Linked DNA regions of Mus musculus: region 1 is linked to region 2. Evidence: chromatin contacts called from public Hi-C data. All regions are on one chromosome and are shown on one strand. The core of a region is the stretch at or near the end of the contact, and the rest is flanking DNA. Distances in the headings are between cores, read along the strand shown.

Region 1 (4,631 bases), core at 1,787-4,286, 440 kb before region 2:
GTTAAAAGGTAGGAAATGTCTGAAGGGTAGAGCTAGTAAGGTTCAGCCAGTTCCAATGCCCTGATCATGATAAATGCCAGGTGCTAATGCCTGGGGAATGAGAATACACCCCCAGAAGAGTATGTACAGAAAGTCTTCCAGGTTGGTGACCCCCAAATTAAAAGAGAACAGAAGAGGTCAGCTGTTTCTTCGATAAACAGGGCCAATGCACACAGCTTTCAGCAAGAAACCCACAAGACCACTTTGTCCCAGGTATGTCTGTAGGTGAGTGAGATAAGCCTCCGTGGAATAGAGAGTGATTTGCTTACTTTTTATTCCAAAGGCAAGTTCTAAGAAGAAAGGAAACTACTAAGGATGCCTAGCAAGGAGTCAGTCCATATGTGGAGGTCAGTTTAAGGAGTCAAGACCTGAATTTTCAAGGCCAAGAAGGACAGGTAGACCAGGAATCAAGACATCCAATAGAAACCAAGAGGTCAGGAGCTGATTTTATGTCCATTGGCCTTTCTTCACATGGCAGGGCAGAAAAGCTAGAGGCAAGAACACACTGTGGTCTATAGGTAGACAATCTGGGAACAGGACTTCCTTGTTTCTTTCCCTAAAATGCCTGGGAGCCACTATGACAACTTATATCCCAACTTATATTCCCAAACTTGTTCCTCCCAGAATGGAAAAGCACCCCACTACCTAGAGCCAAGAGTAAACCAAAAAAGAGTAAACAAAACAGAGAGCCAGCAGTGGCCAGATGACAGCAGAGGAAAAGAGAAGGAAGGCAAAGTGGTCCCTGCTCTCCTGAGAGAGGAGGGAGGGAGACGGCTAATACATCACTGGCTGCTGCTGAACGGTTTACAAAAATCCGGTTATATTTTTTAATCATCTTGCATTTTAGACCTTTAAAGTACAAATATGGATTTCAAACATATCAAGGGAACAAATTAACTTAGAAAAATGGTAATGCTTTCCAAGGTTGCACCTGCCACGAATTGCTCCAAGTTTGCATTTTCCCCAGGTCTCTGGTGTGTCATTAGGCCAGATTGATTACGCTCCTCCCCCGAACGGCTTCCCCATTAGAGGGTTATTGTATGGAAATTAATGGAAGGTTGGGAACATTTTTTTGCAGCTGCAGTAGTTGGAGTCAGTTTTGATTAAGCGATAGAAACGCGGCAGACGGGGAGATCTCTTTGCTTTAGCTGCCTTCTTCATTATCACTGAGTCGAGCCGAGCGCTAGCTCTGCTCCCTGTGTGGATCTGTGGCTGCCTTTCTGATGATGCTGTTTACACTAACTCATCCCTGTATTCTTTTTAATGTCTCCCAACTCGATCTCGGCATTAGCGCTCAAATTTGACGGGCAATGTAAAACTACTCTATCTATCCCTCCTTCCCTCTGCATGCCAGGGTCCCTCCTCCCTATACCCCTACTTCAGAGCTGCTCTTTGAAGATGCAAGAATAGGGCTAATATTGTTGTTCTCAACCACTCCATCCTACTTATCCCTTAAGAGAAACTACTGAAGAGCCCTAAAGCAGCAATCAAAGTCATAGCAGCCCCGGGGGACCAAAAGGTGCAAATTGAGCCTTGGACTGGCTGTTCAGCTGTTCAGAGTGCTGAAGAGTGAGAGCTGACAGCTTTCCTCTCCTCTGGACCTGTCAAGAGCTTGCCAACATCCCAGAAAAACTGGAGCTCTAGCAGATTAGGAGTTGATCTGCTTGTCACAAGGGGTCAATGTCAGTCTGCAGCAGTTGAGAGCAACTAGAACTGACAAAACAGGAAGAAAATGATGGAAGACATGGTGCCTGCAGAGGGACTGGAGGCAGGATTGGAGAGTCTATACAGGGTAGGGGTAGGGATGATGTTGCCTTCCCAGCCTGGTCCCTATAGATCTCTTCTTGCTCTTCTTTTCCACATGGTACAGTCTTCTTTCTTTCTTTATTTCTTTCTTTCTTTCTTTCTTTCTTTCTTTCTTCCTTCCTTCCTTCCTTCCTTCCTTCCTTCCTCTCTCTCTCTCTCTCTCTCTCTCTCTCTCTCTCTCTCTCTCTCTCTTTTTTTCTATTTTTTCCTCTCTCTTCTATTTTGTAACTTTAGAGCATCTCTGCCAGGTATTGTACTAGATGCTGAAGCCGAAAAATGACAAAGTTGGATAGAGAAGGCCAATATGTAAACAATGACAACAAAATAAATGATTTGTGAAGCACTGATAAGTCCTCCATCGATATATTTAATTGCTTTGGGAAAACAGCAAAGTAAACAAACTGGATCTAGATCTGCCTGTCTCTAGATCTAGATCTGCCTGGATCTAGAAAGAGGGAAGAGGAGAGGAGATAGTCCAGATGAGGCAGCCCTACAACTGGTGGTACAGAATGTGGAATTCTGGGGGAGAGGCCAGCATGAGTTAAAGGGCAGAAGATAAAGGCATGCACACACAGAGAACAGTGCTCTTGTGGTTAGCTGGGATGTTCAGAGCAAACAGTGATGGGAGAAGATGAGAGTAAAGAACCAGAGATTGATAGTGAGCAAGGCACATTAAGAACCTGGAATGGAACAGTGAAGACTCTGGGGGCCCTGGAGGGATTTTAGCTAACACTAATTTACTAACTTGGAAAGTTTTAGTAACATCATTACTATGCTGTTTTAGAAAGTGCACACTAACAGTGGGGTAAGAGAGAGACAGATGTCATGGGAGCTCATACCAGAGCAGAAGGTTGGGGTAAGTACTCACAAAACCTCTAAAATCCTCCGACCAAAAGAAGGTCCAAACTTGTCATAAACCAATCCCAGAATCCTCTATGCCAAGGACATGTTTTAAAAGTTAACTTTTAAGAACCACACATGTCATTCTTTAGTAAGTTTCTAGACATGACTGAATAACACTCTCTGCCTCTAGCTAGTGAGGACAAGGGTCAACCTAAAATAGATATTTGCCAGTGGTCAAGATTGGACTCTTGGTTCCCAGCATGATTGATGCTTCTAGGACAACCTCCAAGTGGGTCACACAGCCCACACCGCCAACCTATGAATCATCTCCTTAATCCAGGGAGAAAATTAGCCTCAGCCTTTGAAGAGTGACGTCTGCCCCTGAGCTACAGTCCTTCTGCTGAGCAAGAACAGGCCTGATTTCCCTCTCTGAGACTCAGCTTCTGTTTAGGGAACATTTACATTCCCCAAATCTGCCCCACTCCTGCTGGGCACCTACTCAGATCACTTCCTTATCACAGAGCCTATGTCTCAGGCCCCCACCTTCCACACCAGCCATACTGGGATAAGCAGCTGCCTCGGAGAAAACCTGGGGTTACAGAAAAAAGCAACAGCCAATTGACCGAAGCTATCTCACATTCCGCCTGCTTTAAGCAGGCTGGGGATTAACTGCGGACAGCTCCGAAATGATATAGTAGGAGGCAATTTCTCTTTTCCCTCATGGGCAGCCACCTTCCACCTGGCAGAGTAATCCTCAAGGCTGGTTTGGGAATGCAGCTCATCTAGGTTCCTTTAATAGCCTTAAAGGGACAAGCTGCTTTACCAAGGTCGAGGATTTATGACCCTGATAGCAACCTCTAGAGGAAAGTAGGAAGCATGCAGCTCAGGGCTCTCCTTCCCATCCCACGAGACATTCAGCTATAAATTCCTCTCTCTCTCTCTCTCTCTCTCTCTCTCTCTCTCTCTCTCTCTCTCTCTCTCTCTCTCTCCTCTCCTCTCCTCTCCTCTCCTCTCTCCTCCCTCTCTCCTCTCTCTCCTCTCCTCTCCTCTCTCCTCTCTCCTCTCTCCTCCTCTCTCCTCCTCTCTCCTCTCTCCTCTCTCCTCTCTCCTCTCTCCTCTCTCCTCTCTCCTCTCTCCCCTCTCCCCTCTCCCCTCTCCCCTCTCCTCTCTCCTCTCTCTCTCTCTCTCTCTCTCTCTCTCTCTCTCTCTCCTCTCTCCTCTCTTCCTCACTCTTTTCTGTCTCTTTCCACACACATTAGAATAGTAAAAAGTCTGACAAAATGCCTGAAGACTCACAAGTATTGTTGCAAGAGTGAAGTTGAGGCTATTTTGTCCCCTGGAGAGCCTGGGGTGCTTACCCTGGGTTTAGTTGCTCAAGTGAACTGCCACCTACTGCTTTGAAAAGCACATGATGCCAGGTCAAAGTGCCTCACAGGTTGAAGAAATGGCTGTTTTGGAAACAGGACTATAATTATACCAAGTTTATGAAAGACCTCACAGTTGAACACCCATCCCTGATCCCACTTGGGGTGCCTGTTCTATACAAGATCAGAGCTCAGTGAGCATTAAGGGCACGGGGTGGGGGGCTGATTAAGATTCTGGAAGGAAAAGACAAGGTCATGTGTCAGCAGCCTTCTACTACAGACAAGGGTATGGGTGTAGGTAATACTGGGCAGCATCATGATGAATGTCCAGTCTTTAGCCATCAGCCAGCTGAGCTACAGAGTGCAGATCTGGCCACACTGAGTGTTAAGTACTAGATTTCAAGGAGAGCAGATCCCTAAGATGCCAGATGGGTCAGCAGGGAATATGATGAGGGCAGTTTAGGAATTCAGATAAATGATTGATTTCTAACTGCCATAAAGATCCTTTGATATTTCAATAACCCCCTAGATCAAGTAACAACACTAATTGGTCATGAACTAGAGCCAAAGTTAAGCAGG
Region 2 (5,384 bases), core at 1,165-3,664:
CAAGGCTGCAAACGTATGTGCAGCCTGACACAGAAAAAGAGAGTGGCTCTGCCTGAGGTAGAATAAGGCAGGCTGTTTGCAGAGACCTTCTCAGCTGGGCCTTACAGGATGAGCCGGAGCTTACCAGTTCAGAAGCAGCTTGATGCGGAGGAAAAGCAGAAAAGCACTTAGGGAATTAGACTGTTTCCGGGCCAAGGTGTGCAGAGCACTGGGTATAGCCCAAAGCCATGGACAGGAAGGGATCCTGTCTGAACAGCACCACACAAAGACCTCTCTCACAGTTTCAGAACAGGAGACTTGAACCTTTCCGGTTAAGGTTTGTTTCAGATTTAATGAAAAGACACACAAACACGCATAAATACATATTTGTATGTGTGTGTGCATGAGTGTCACAGCGGACATTTTGTTTTGGAACGGCCAAACCATGAAACTGCATACCTCACCCAGGTTGAGAAACCTGCCTGTTTGGAGCAGCTTGTTCACTAGAGAACCGAACAGAAAGGAATGATCTGATCTGTGTTCATAGCTTCTCTAATCAAAGGCCCAGCTGAGTGAGGGGTGGGGCCCTGGAGAAGTCTAGAAAGCCCAGGCCAACTGTGCTTAGTGGGAATGAGGCAGATACTGTAAGAGCTATTCATGTAGATATCAGGAATCTGAGACTGGAGGATTCCAAACTCCAGGCCAGCCTGGGCTATATGTTAAGCCCCTGCCTTCCTTTTTAAGCTATTTCTATCATAAAGTTGGAGGAGGGTGTTATTTTATCCCAGGCTCTTCCCCAGGCTCCAGCTTGGTTCCTCGCTCCCATCTTCCCACCTTTCCCAGGTCTCACACATCACACACACACACACACACACACACTTCTCTTGTTTCTCCCACCCCAAGCTTCTAGCTTCCTGTATTTAAGAAGTCATCCATAACTGTTCACTTGAGAACCCTTACTTCTCCCAAAACAAAACACTTCCAATTCCACCCCTCCTGAGACAACTGCAGTAAGCCATTGGACCGTGGCCTCATTTGATGGTGTTAGGAAAGTAGCTGAATGAATGAGGTCAGACCTGGGACTCAGGCTTAAGCCCAGTGTCTACTTTGTCCTTTCCATTCGGGTCCACATATGAATCTGCAGCTTCTCATGCAAGGATGTTCATGGTAAGATCTACAGGAGAACCCCAGGGTTGGTGCCCCTGAAGACATCCCTAGGAACTGCTGAGAACCCAGAGCTGGGGTCTGGCCACTGGAACAAAAGTAGCTCTGCCTGCAGAGGAAGCAGGAGTGGAGCACTGGGGCTTTAAGTTCTGCAAAGCATAACTGAGATCCTGAGATGACAACACAGAGGGAACAGGCTTCACCCAGTATGCAAGCTGTTAGGGGAGAGATGAGCAGCCATGGGAAGGGGCTTCTGTGGTGAAGGTGTGGCGTTTCTGGAAACAGAGCTGAGGCAGGAGGATCAAACAGTAGCAGGATCTAAAGCCTTGGATCAACACTCTGTGTGTGTGTGTGTGTGTGTGTGTGTGTGTGTGTGGCCTCCTCACTGCCTTCCTCTCCTTTCCAAGATGCTCCAGGCTCCTGGGGTAAGGTCTGTAGCCTTAGAGCTTCTCAGATACTCTAACACAGTCGTCAGCATGGGTAGAGTCAGGGTGCGGGGGCAGGAAATCCTGTGCTCCACTTGCAGCAACGTGAACATGGCTGGGACTTTCCTGCTTGCCTTATGGAGTCTGGGAAGCAGAGCTCTATGTACAAGAGATTTTGTTCATGCCCTAGACTTGGGTGGCAGCCCCTATTCCTACTTGAAAGGGGATACTGTAAATTGTCTTGCATTGCAACATAAATGGAAAAATAATCTGGGGGTTGGCTGAGATACATAAACCCTTGGGAGAGGAAAACACTGAATTGAGCATGATACTACAGAATAGGAAGGTGCCCAGAGGACATTCCAAGGACTCTGTCTGGGGCTTGTGTCCCTTCCACGCTATAAGGAGATGATCCTGGTCTTTAAACTTGGTGGGTTTGGCTGGCTTCTGCACTGTAGATTTTGGGCAAAGAAAAGTGCATGCAGTTAGTGGGAAGACCAACGCAGAGCAGGGCGGGGTGGGGCCAGCTTAGTGTGTTGCCGCCAGACTGACAGTGAACAGGCCCCTCTGGGGAATGCAGCTGTTCTACCTCTTACCCCTGCGCCCGAACAGTGGAAGCCTTTGTCCTTCTCTCTCATTGGTCCCAAGCCCTGTGGTTATTGTAAATGCCAAATCCCTTTCTCTCTGCTCTTTCCCACATGCGGCTGAGAAAAACATTAATAGTAGGAGGCACTTTAGAAAATTGTTTTTGGCAAAGATTTTTGCTTTTGCAAGGCCCAGCTGAATAACACAGGAAGCAGAAAGGGTGGGGGCTCCCCCTGGTCCCTACAGTTAGAAGAATTAAACAAATAAGATCAAACGGGAGCTGTGCGATGCCACTCCCTGTCTTCCCCAGGCACCCGACTCCCAGAAAGGGAGGCCCACCTCATCCCAGACACCCTCTTCCACCCTAGTCTTTTTAGCCATGAGGGCTGGAAGTCAGTTTGACACCAGGAGCCACAACATCCAGGCCTGGAGAAAGGACTCCAAGAGTCCCACAGAACTTGGGTAGACAAGTCAGAGAAGGAATATGAAAACCACTACAGACTAACTGCTCACAGCTCTATCTCTAAAAAACATACTCTCATTACTGACACCCCCACTACTCCAGACAGATGTCCCCTGGGTAAAATTCAAGGCTGGCAAGGGGGGTGTACACAGGTACAAAGATCAGCAAAGTAGGTGAAACGCTCCAATGTATGCAGGTACAAGGATCTTATAGCTGAAATGCTACAAGACTAGAAGCCAGAACTGCACCTCTGCTCATCTTTCTCTGCTTGGTCCTAGATCAAGGGATACCTACCTTAAAGTGCCACGAGGCACCTCAGGACCTGGGGCTCACGGGACGGGGCAGGGACAGACTATTAGGTTGACCCAGCTTCTGAATCGCTCTGTGACTTTCCAAGAGGCCCTCTTACCCCTCCCCGTGTCCACACCTACTCTGTTTCGTATCTGTAGGTCCATTTCTCACTTTTCAAGGAATTTCTCAGGAGTCCTGCCAGATAGGGAGGAACACACACACCAGTAGTCATTCCTCTACAGCCACAGGTTCCAAAGCCTCAGATTCAACCAACATTGGATCGAGTATAACTGAAAGGGGGTGGGGGGGGAAATCCTGTTTTTCTTGTCTTTCTTGTAATTAGTGCCAAGTCCATACGTTATAGCTGACATTTCCATGGTATTTCCAGTGTACTGTGTGTGAGAGTCAGGGACGACTTTAAGCATACAGGAAGATATACATACGCCTTAGATAAAAGTACACATTTACATACAAGAGAGTTGAACATTCTGAGGGGCTCTAGGAACTCTCAGTGGATATGAAGGGTGTGAAATGCAAGGACTGCCATGACAGAAACCTTTGCCCCACTGTCCTGGGCCCTGAAATCAAGGTATCACCAGTACCAGTCTCCCCTCCTGCTGAATGGGCTGCCAACACCCATCTTGTCTTCTGTGGTCTTCCCTCAGTTTAACCTTGTGTTCTGGTCTTGTTTTAGAAAAACACTACCAGACTAGACTAAATTCATTTGACTGCATTTAACTTCATTGAAGGTACAGCCTCTGTCTTAGGGTTTTACTGCTGTGAACAGTCACCATGACCAAGGAAACTCTTATAAGGACAATATTTAATTGGAGCTGGCTTACAGGTTCAGAGGTTCAGTCCATTATCATCAAGGTGGGAACATAGCAGCATGCAGGCAGACATGGTGCAGGAGGCTCTGAGAATTCTACATATTCAACTAAAGGCTTCTAGCAGAATACTGGCTTCGAGACAACTAGGATGAGGGTCTTAAGCCCATGACCACAGTGACAAACTTACTCCAACAAGTTCGCACTTCCTAATAGTGCCACTCCCTGGGCCAAGCATATTTAAACCATCACAACCTCCAAATATGCTCCCGTTCTACATAGAATACTGTAGCTCACTGCAGCATACAAACTGAAGGGTGAACAAACACACTTCAACCCCTAACAAGGAGCTGGAACAAATCAGATCCTCCCCAGGAGCAAAGACCTCATTTAGCTTCATACCTGTGCTCTACAGACAAAGGTCCAGGTCCAGGATGAGAGAAGGCAAGGAAAGCTGGGGGTAGGGGGCAGTTTAGAAACCTCCCTCTCTATGGCCTTCTTTGCTGTCTGGGCCATTTGTTAGAGAAATTCAAGATACAAAGAGAATTTGGGGCCAATCAGGATCACCCTAGGCCTACAGAGAGAAAACCAACTTCCCCTCAGAGTGCCTTAGCCATCTCTGCACCTAGAGGGGTTCAACCCACAGCACCAAGCTTTGGCTGTGGGACAGGGCTGGAGAGATGTAACAAGCCTCTTTGTGGTTGGTTGGTTGGTTGTTTTTTCCTTAGCTTACTAACTAATCCTGTTTATTTTAGGGACAGCTTAATGAAGACAAGCTGAAGGGCAAACTAAGATCCCTAGAAAACCAGCTCTACACCTGCCTGCAGGTAAGCATCCTGGAGAACACTAATTTCCAGCACATTAATGTCAATAAAGTTGAAATGTTTGGATCTTAGCTCTGCCTTCTAGAAATGCTACCAAATGGAGATTAGCACACTAACTCTTACCTCACTGTGCTTGTCTATGTCATGCTGTCCCTAATTGGCCGTGTAACCACCTCCAACTGCCCTTCTTTGTCCTACCATGCATGCTTTTGTACCCTGGGAAGGGATTCCAACACTAAACATGTTGCTGGCTCCTAAGGAAATATAGGGAGAAGCCGTTGGTAAAGGTTCACACCACACAGTCAGTCTCCACAGAACCCAATCTGAGGACAGGTGAAGAGGGTCTAACAGAAAATCACAAAAATAGTTTTCATCTCAGGAAGAAGGGGTTTTGTTTGTTTGTTTGTGTTTGTTTTCTTTAGCAGGAACCCTGAGAAAGCAAAAACTCAAGAGTCTAAAGAAAGTGATGTAAGTGTTCAACTCCAGTAATCTCTTGATTTGGCCTATCCCCATGTTACAATAAAAGAAAATCAGTCCCCCTGACAGGTGGAGAGATGGGAGAACAGGGGCCAGCAAGAAGGCTTAGTAGGTGCTTACCACCAAGCCTAAAGGCCTGAGTTCAGTCTCTGGGATCCATATAGTAGGAGGAAAGATCTGCATCTCCCTCACAAGTTGTCCTCTGACCTCTACACACACTCTGTGTATGTGGCAAGTACACACACACACACACACACACACACACACACACACACGTGCGTGTAAGAAATATTGAAGGAAACATAAGTAGGAAGGGAATGGTTGGGCTTCTCTCATGTGGCACCAGAGG

What was found. A called contact is a pair of places that touch in the nucleus more often than the background predicts.
Region 1: a contact with region 2 is called in a Hi-C map of rod photoreceptor, with 4 times the contacts expected there. The contact joins two enhancer-like sites. A contact is called at or near these places in 1 of 484 Hi-C or Micro-C datasets (rod photoreceptor) and 1 of 9 other capture datasets (pancreatic islet).

Annotation. Positions count from the first base shown.
Region 1 is chr1:193,624,151-193,628,781 of GRCm38.p6, reverse strand. No RefSeq gene overlaps it. Among named protein-coding and RNA genes, the nearest start is that of Gm31870, 29 kb to the left of the region's middle. Within about 2 kb of position 3,036, at least 22 of the 459 cell types and tissues checked have an H3K27ac peak or open chromatin away from gene starts, as enhancers often do. A contact at or near this core is called in rod photoreceptor, where this site is marked.
Region 2 is chr1:193,186,276-193,191,659 of GRCm38.p6, reverse strand. Traf3ip3 (TRAF3 interacting protein 3) reads left to right here. Exons shown (of 16, transcript NM_153137.4): 9 at 4,490-4,561. Among named protein-coding and RNA genes, the nearest start is that of Traf3ip3, 13 kb to the left of the region's middle. Within about 2 kb of position 2,414, at least 190 of the 459 cell types and tissues checked have an H3K27ac peak or open chromatin away from gene starts, as enhancers often do. A contact at or near this core is called in rod photoreceptor, where this site is marked.